Linked DNA regions of Mus musculus: region 2 is linked to region 1. A link is a contact called in public HiChIP or PLAC-seq data. All regions are on one chromosome and are shown on one strand. Each heading gives the region's core, a stretch centred on a gene start, on an enhancer-like site or on the middle of the called end of the contact. The rest is flanking DNA. Distances are from core to core; before and after follow the strand shown.

The links. HiChIP or PLAC-seq counts read pairs in DNA pulled down with a chosen protein or histone mark.
Region 2: a contact with region 1 is called in an H3K4me3 HiChIP or PLAC-seq map of embryonic limb bud, with 5 times the contacts expected there. The contact joins the enhancer-like site here to the promoter of Tpm1 in region 1. A contact is called at or near these places in 15 of 39 promoter capture datasets (the 3T3-L1 cell line, the HPC-7 cell line, HPC-7-derived erythroid cells and 9 more), 4 of 15 datasets of contacts at CTCF or cohesin (the NIH/3T3 cell line, large pre-B cells, pro-B cells and 1 more), 66 of 484 Hi-C or Micro-C datasets (the AML12 cell line, the C2C12 cell line, the C3H10T1/2 cell line and 41 more), 29 of 115 datasets of contacts at active chromatin or transcription factors (the 230-238 cell line, the NIH/3T3 cell line, the SCID.adh cell line and 20 more) and 2 of 9 other capture datasets (embryonic stem cells and embryonic tail).

What each region holds. Positions count from the first base shown.
Region 1 is chr9:67,047,401-67,051,681 of GRCm38.p6, reverse strand. It overlaps Tpm1 (tropomyosin 1, alpha), which reads left to right and starts at 2,469. Exons shown (of 10, transcript NM_001164248.1): 1 at 2,469-2,663; 2 at 3,771-3,896. The coding sequence starts at 2,550.
Region 2 is chr9:67,281,174-67,285,430 of GRCm38.p6, reverse strand. All of the region lies in intron 41 of Tln2 (talin 2), which reads left to right. Among named protein-coding and RNA genes, the nearest start is that of Mir190a, 47 kb to the right of the region's middle. Within about 2 kb of position 2,605, at least 4 of the 459 cell types and tissues checked have an H3K27ac peak or open chromatin away from gene starts, as enhancers often do. A contact at or near this core is called in embryonic limb bud and embryonic tail, where this site is marked.

The DNA of each region.
Region 1 (4,281 bases), core at 1,220-3,719:
TGCAACCCTTCTCTAAAATCTGTTGTAAAGCTTCCCGAAGAAGCCTTGTCTGTTTGCTCTACCCTGGCTCTTTCCGTGTCTTCCTTTCTGAGGTCTTACACTGCTGTTCTTCCTCAGCATCTGGTTGAGAAATTTGTACGTCACCCAATTTTGAGTTCAGAGTCCAGTGCTGCCTGTCATGCATGTAACAGGTATCCAGTTGTGGGATATTTAATGGACTGTACCATTAGCTTATTTAAAATGGATTTAGTGAGTGAGTTTTTCAACTATGCCCAGCACATGGAGAAAGTCAGTATTTACTCCAGTATCTACTTCATTAATAGAAGAGAACGGAGGCTTTAAGAGGTTGCACCATGGCTACGGCTATATTAAAAAGAAGTATCCAAGTCCATTTTGGATCTCAGCTTCTAAATTCCAGATTCCCTATTCTTCTCCTCTGTTAAACTCCAAGCTGGAGTGTCAGCTTCCTATAGCCCACATATCTGAATACTGCCCATGGCCTGGAAGGGTGTCAGCGCCCTGAGCCACTTGGCACGTGGCAAGGAAGGGCTCTGGTGAATGTTCTGTGCCACAGAGTCCCTGTTCATCTGTTCCAATGTTCTGGTCACTACCAGAGGGTGCGTTTTCCCTCCTGGGCAGCCAGAAACCTGATAAAATCCTAAAGAGGAATATGATCATTCTCTTCTTGAAGGGCTTAGCAAGTCATTTGGCCTGCCTAATCTACTCAGACACTGTCTGGGGAATATTTGATATCCATGTAGTACAGGCTGTAAATTATTCTGTAGGGACTGGTCACAAGACCCTCACAACCCTGTCTCAGCTGGCCATCAGGAAGGTTCTCCCCTCCTGAAGCCTCACTGAACTGGAAAAGATCAGGCATCTCTCCTCCTTGGGGACTGGCTTGAGGTAAACTTAAAGCGATACGGAGGGACAATCCTCTTGTCTTCAGTGCTGAGCTGGCTGGCCCCTTTCCCTCTGCAGAGATCAGGCTACAGATAGAACCATTTCCTTAGCTAATTTGTACCATGTTTTCAGCACCAGCATCCAAATGCCTTACAGAGAGAGACAACTCCCTGTAAGGATCCAAGCAAGGAAACTGGACTAACAAGATGGCTCAGCAGGTAAAGGAGCTTGCTATCAAGCACAAAGACCTGTGTTGGATTCTTTTTTTTTTTTTTTTTTTTTTTTTTTTTTTTTTTTTTTTTTTTTTTTTTAGATTTATTTATTTATTATATGCAAGTACACTGTAGCTGTCTTCAGACACTCCAGAAGAGGGCATCAGATCTCATTACGGGTGGTTGTGAGCCACCATGTGGTTGCTGGGATTTGAACTTCGGACCTTTGGAAGAGCAGTCGGGTGCTCTTACCCACTGAGCCATCTCACCAGCCCCCTGTGTTGGATTCTTAAAGAGTTGCTCTCTGACCTCTACAGTCCACCAAAGCACGAATGCACCTCCATGACCCCGCCCCCCAAATAAGTAACCGACTCTAGTAAAACATGCAAATGAATAAATGGAGGGAAGCTACAGCATTGAAGCTGTTACAAATCACAGCTGCCGATGACTAAAGACCAGACACACACACACACACACACACACACTCACACTCACACCACTGACTCCCACAGGGAAGAAAAACGCCTAGACCGCTACACACTGACACACTCCCTCTGCCCTTTCCAAAGCACAGCGCAGGCACTTTTGGGCCTTAAGTCCCTAAAGTATTTTACTACCCACCCCCAGTTTGGTGAAAAGACTCGAGACTGCCTGTGTGTCACTATGTCCACTATCAGGGGCAGAGAGACAGGGTCTCAGGAATGGCCCTCAAACCTTCCTCCACCTCTATTTCTCTGCTCTGGTTGAAATGTCCAGACCGTGAGAGCCCAGGACGACAACTGGTGAGTGGGCTGAGTGCTGCCACAAGGACCCAGCTGGGTACCGAGAGCTCCCAGGCCCAGAGGGGAGGGGCAGTGGCCGTGACTGGCAGCCCCCGGACCTTACAATGAGCAGCACCCCAGGACCTGGAGGCAGAGTGAGCCGGTGCGCACACACCACCTGCCCTATTCCGGGTGGTTCCGGGCAGGCTCTTCTGGGGACCTTGACCGCCAGACGATGGCTCTGAGAGGTGGCTAGAGACTCTCGCCCAGTGCCGGGCTCCTCTCCAGCGAGGTCCCGGCGCTCTTTCCCAGGCGTGCAGGTTTAGAAATAGGACGGCCTCGCCCGGCCGCGGCCTCGGAGGCTCGGGTCCCCATATATAGTCATATCCACCGTCAACTGGGAGGCCGGCAGGCGGCAGCGAATGGGCGTGCGGGCCCCCGCGGGAGGAGCGAGGAGGGGGCACGGGGCGGAGGCAGGAGACTGGGAAAGGGGGAAGGAGGAACAAGCTTTTCCAAAAAAGTATTGGCTGTCCTAAGGAATGCGGTCGCCCCCCTGGGAAAGTACATATCAGGGAGCAGCAGGCAGCTCCGCGCTCGCACTCCGGCTCTGCTACCCCACCGCGCTCGCGTCTCCTCTCGCTCCGCTGCCTAAGGGCCCCTCGCCACCGCCACCATGGACGCCATCAAGAAGAAGATGCAGATGCTGAAGCTCGACAAAGAGAACGCCTTGGATCGAGCTGAGCAAGCGGAGGCTGATAAGAAGGCGGCGGAAGACCGGAGCAAGCAGGTCTGCATTTATCCCCAACCTCCAATGCCCCAGCTTAGCGTGGGTCGCTCAGCCCCGGGACCCGAACTGGCTCCCTTTCCTCATCCCATCCCCAGCCAGGGTGTCCAGGGGCGCACGTTTAAAAAAGAAAAGGAGAAGCGCGAGAGTTAGACTGATTCTAACTTTTCTGTCTCGTCCGAGGACGCTCGTGGCCCTTCTCTGACTCCCACGGTCTGCGAGGTCCACTGAGCTTCTTCCCTAGAGAGGCTCTTGACTCTTAGGGTTGGGAATCAGTTTTGAAAGAGGAAGAGAGAAAGGATACAAGTTCCCGGGTTGCCTGGAGGGAAGGGTGGGGGAGCGGAGCAAGGCTCAAGTCCTAAGGTGTCCGAAGTTCTTTGGACTTTTTGGTTGGGGAGAAAGATCCCTCAACACGGGATGAAGACTTTGAAGGGAAGAGGAGGGAGTCACTGAATTATTTCCTAAGAACAAAGATGGGACAGAATGGGAGACACACGGAAAGCTAGCCAAACAAGGACATGTTTCGGCAGTCCCTCAAATTGAGAACCTGAGCTTGCTGTCCTCGGCCGGCCGGAGCGTGTGGTCCCGGGTTGGGGGGTGGTGTGCGAGATGAGTCACTGAGTGAGATCTCTGGGAGAGATATCTTAGGGTCCCTTGAGCCCCAAAGCAGCGATCCCTTAGCCCCAGGGCTCCAGCCAACCTGGCACCCATTTGTTATGTGTCTCCCACCCGGTCCATGCCGGCCGCCCGCGCCCGCTCGCCGCTACCCCAGCTCGAGGAGGACATCGCAGCGAAAGAGAAGCTGCTGCGGGCGTCGGAGGACGAGCGGGACCGGGTGCTAGAGGAGCTGCACAAGGCGGAGGACAGCCTCCTGGCTGCCGACGAGACCGCCGCCAAGGTACCCCGGGCGCGCGGCGAGGCACTGCACACGAATGGCTAACTCTTTCTCTTTCTCTCTCCCTCCCTGTCTTTCCCTCTCTCTCTCTCTCCCGCTGTCCCTGTCCTTTATGGTCTATGCACCCTCAACCCGCACCTTGCGGGATCACGCTGCCTGCCGCACCCCACCCCCTCCCCCTTCCCCCCTCCCCGTACTCCACTGCCAACTCCCAGCTGGAAGATGAGCTGGTGTCACTGCAAAAGAAACTCAAGGGCACTGAAGATGAACTGGACAAATACTCCGAGGCTCTCAAAGATGCCCAGGAGAAACTGGAGCTGGCGGAGAAAAAGGCCACAGATGTAAGTGCACGCTCACACTGCCTCCCTCACCTCCTGTCCGTGTGGCCACTCTGGGGGGCGGGGGGCCACCACAGGGGCTGCAGAGCAAAGGAAGAGGGCGAACCTCCTCCTGCAGGGACACCTGCACACAGCCTGGCCGTGGCCCAGAGCACTGGATGCCGCCTCTACTGCTGCTCACGTTTCATTTTTATTCCGTCCTTTCCCTTTTTCTCTTTTTCCTCTTCTTTACCTCCTCCCCTTTGGTTGGAGGTGGGTGGGTACGAAGCTGGGAGCTGAAAAGGGTGAAGCTGGAGGTGAACTTCGCCTCCTGCTGGTATAAAACCTCTGAGGTGTATGTCATCACCAAGGTCTGTGCAAAACAGAATACCTAGTGTTTGCCGCGCCC
Region 2 (4,257 bases), core at 1,356-3,855, 230 kb before region 1:
ACCCAAAGCAACTTAGAGGAGTAAAGAGCTTATTGTCTTACACTGCCAAAGTCCATCATGGAGGGAAATCAAGACAAAACTCAAGGCAGGAACGTGGAAGTAGCAGGAACCTTGGAGGAATGCTGCTTGCCTGCCGAGTTATTTCTGGTCTAATGCTCGGCCAGCTTTTTTATATACCCAGAACCACCACAGATAGTGTGAACCAAAACGGACTGGGCCCTCAAATTAAGAAAATCCCTCACAGACATATCCACAGGCAAACCTGATAAAGGCAATCAATCCCTGGGCTGAGATCTTGAAGTGGGTCTAGCCTGTGTCAAGTTGACAGTTAATACTAAGACAGATCCATATTTTATGTGTATTTGTGCCTTTGTATATGTGCACATGCCTAATGGAGGTATTTTATAGATCCTATGGAGCTGGAGTTACATGCAGTTGTGAGCCCCCCTGACATGGGTTCTGGGAACCAAATGCCAGCACTCTGCAGAAGCAGCAAGCCCTTTTAACCACTGAGCCCTTCCTCCAGCCCCCTTTTAATCTATATTTTTTAAATATCCAACTATAAACAGTGACTTTGACTTATGGCAGGACTCAGGACAGAGACACTTGGCCCTTTCTATATCCCATCTTTCATATATCTAGCAATTATTAAAATAATTAAGAGCCAGCATCAACCCTCAGATGTTCAGAGTCTTTTGGAAATAATAACTCTGGCTACCAAATCAGTGGGCAGGACCAAAAGCACAGTGGACACAGCTCTGACTGTGGTGGTCAGCAGTGGGAGTCCAGAGCTTGGGCCGACCCCTCTGCAGCACCCCTCAGACTGGAGCAGGCTTGACTCTGGGGCTTTCTTACTGCCACGTGTTGTCAACTTCCACATGAAACCTTCAGTGCCAATAGAATATCAAGTAGGAGTTCTGGACTTTGAAGATGCTGGTGTACCTGCTTAGACTGAGCTCAAAACTCCCTAAGGACCCTCATGGCTGAGCACATTTATAGTCAGTACTGACGCTCCATAGTGACATTCCCCATATGGAAGTAGTGGCTAGAACTGGTTTCCATCAGTAAGACTAGTTCTTAGATCAAATGGTGTGATGGGACTGATAACAAGACCTCTGCCCCATCCCAACGTTCAATCTGTGTTTTGTCTGAAGACTGTAACAGGCTTGCTCCAAAGGACATTTTGGTCATTAAGTTTGCTGCTGATACTGTCTCCTTAACCCTCATTTTTTCCCTTTCCTCCCCTCCCCTCCTCTTTTAGAAACAGAATGTAGCCCATACTGACCTGAAACTGGCTATGTAGCCCAGGGAGGGTCTCAAATTTTGATCCTCCTCCCGAAGCCTCCTGAGGGCTGAGATAACAGGCTTCACCTATCAAGATTGCTTCTTTAGACCCTTGGCTAAGAGGCCACATAATGAATCAACTCGGATGTTATCATTTGGGGGAATGTTTATTAAGCTCTGTTTGCTGTTGACTTGGCGTTGCTATCTCATTTGTAGAAGAAACAAAGTTACAGCGTTGTTAAGTGGGGTGGCTGGATGGCTCCGCTGATGGTTAATCGCCATCAAGCCTATTGATCTGAGTTCGATTCCCAGGACCCACATGGACAAAAGAGTAATCCAGTTCCCTCAGTTATTTTCTGACCTACACACTTGTGCTAGGACACGCAGTGTTCCACATACGTGCACGCACATGCACACATACATGCACATACTAACTGCATGTTAAATTTCATTTTAAATAAATAGGTAATAAAATACAATGAAATGTTCTTAACTAGTTAGCAATAGTTCTGGTTTGGTTAAACAAACACTCAGGGTCAAATGTAAAAGTAGTCAAATCCCCAGACCACCTCTTGCTAGCTAGCAAGTTCATCCATTTCTTTGTGTCCTCTACTAAGCAGTGAGGTTAAATCTGAATGCAAATAACGTTTAACAACAGGAATATGGGATGTAGCTCAGTTGGTAGAGCGCTAGCCAAGCATCCACCATGCCCTGGATTCTATTCCAGCACTGTATAAGCCGGGACTGGTAACGTGCACCTCTAATCCCAGCTCTTGGGAGGAGGCTCAGAAGTCTAAGGTTTCCAGCTACATGGGAAGTTTGAGGCCAGCATGGGCTGATACCCTTGTGCGTATCAGGCAGGTGATCAATAAATCAAGACAGTACAGAGGCACATGTTCATGACCTCCCTCACAGCCCTTTTAGCTCCTGAAGCATCATCTCTCCCCACCTCTTCTATAGAATTCCCTTCAAGTTTGCTTTATGCAACACTCCAGCCAAGCCACATCCTCATTCCCTCCAGAGAGCTCTAATTATCAGTTGCCTGCCCCAGCCCCTAAAGCCTGAGACCCACTCCTGTCTTCTCCCGCTTTCCAAGCTGCTCTGATGTCTTTGCCTGCTGTCCTGGGCTTTGTAGTAGAAGTCCCATCTGGAAGGAAAAGGCTCCTTGGAAGCTGTCTTCAGACATGTGTCCGAAAAAGAACAGATGTGATTTTTCCCGTGTGTGAGGAGCAATAATAAGGGAGTCGCTCCAGACCCTAAAATAATGACCTCATTATTGCCCTGCTCGCTTTCCCTCCCAGAGGGCTGCTGGTTGTTAAAGTGTGTTGTCGTTGAGATCCTGCTATGTCTTTGGATGGCTAAGGCTGTTGTGCTTAGCCAGACCACAGTGTATGGACAAGGGCCAGGCTGTTCAATGAAAATGAAGCCTGACCCTGAGCTTCAGAGGACAAGAGGAGGCATGGTGAGGAAGGCACACCTAGGGATGTTAGCGAGGAGGTGACCTCTGAGCTGACACTCTAGAAACCTGTACTGCTCAAAAGTGAAGAGCACTGGCTGAGGAGATCGCTCAGTCAAGAAAGTGCTTGCCACCAAACAATAAAGGCCTCAGGTCCCTGCATCCACATACAAAACGGTGCCCCACAGTACACACAGGGAAGGAGACCTTAGGCTCACTGGCCAGCTCCAGGTTCGGTGAGAGACCCTTCCTCAACAAATGAGGTGGAAAGTGATTGGGGCGGGGACCTAAGATAAGCATCTGTCTCCACACATGTACACATGCAGCTACATACACATGCATTCACACACATGTGAGCAGGGACACACGCACCCAAAGGGGGGGGGGGTATAAAAATAAGCAAGCCTAGAGGATTCGTCAGCTTTTCTCCAGTCCGACAGTCAGATAGTTTATGTCTGTGCTATCCAAGAGCAAAGATGTTTACTGAGGGGTTCAAAGATCATTCTGTAATTTACTGATGCCTTCCCTGAATTACGTCCTCATTCCCAGAGTTGTTAAGATCAGACCCTGGATCTCTTCCCTTCTGTGGCATCCTCGGTGCCTGTCCCCAAGTTGCTGTATGCCCATGAGCTCAGTTTGTCCACCCACCCTCAGTGGGCCAATTAAAGAGACAAGGAAGAGTGAGTGGCGGGGGATAATTCATTCATTGCAGCCACATTGCGAAGAAGAACAAATAAAGGAGTCCTGTAGCCCCCAAGTCCATTTTTAAAGTTTAGGTTTACATGGGTTAGGGGGAGTATGTATAACTAGGTCATCTGCGTCATGATGTGGTCCCAACCATCATCTGGGCTCTGGCCTCTCATGCACGTGGTCTGACTCATTAGTTGTCAAACTGTGTGAACCCTCTTTTTAGAAGACAGTTTCCCTCTCTGGCTGGCACCAAGACTCGGCCTTCTCTTTCTCCCAGCATGAAATCCCTGAGGAGATTGCAGTTTCTCCGGGAGCGTTGTTTTAATGGTCTATCAGCCAGGAGCACACGCATCTCTCTTCGGAATTGCCCCACTCCTGTTAAGAGTTTGTACTCCTAAGACCCTTGAAGATGAAAGCAAGCCTCTGACTGGCAGCTGTTCACCTCTCTCTTAAAACATGTGTTTCACTTTAATGTGGTCCTGTAGAATTGTGTCAGTAGTGTTCTCATCGTAGCTACGACACAGAAGAAAATCACCCCTTCTGTTTGAGCTTGTGTAATGGGAGTCTGTGGTTTTAGAAGCTTTCTCTAGGGAGTTCTGTGTGGGAATGCCACCTTTAAGACTTGTAACAGAATAAAGCAGTTTGCACAGAATGTTTTACTCTGTGCTATAAAGTTGGCTATGAGCCTAGATTAGGAGCTTACTGACTTCTGTCCCGAAGGCAGAATTCTGTCTGTCTACACAGCATTAATCCCAAAGATGGGAGGGGAAAGACCACTGACCCAAATCATCATGGCCGAAACAATGCAATCAAAGCTTTTTTGTCCG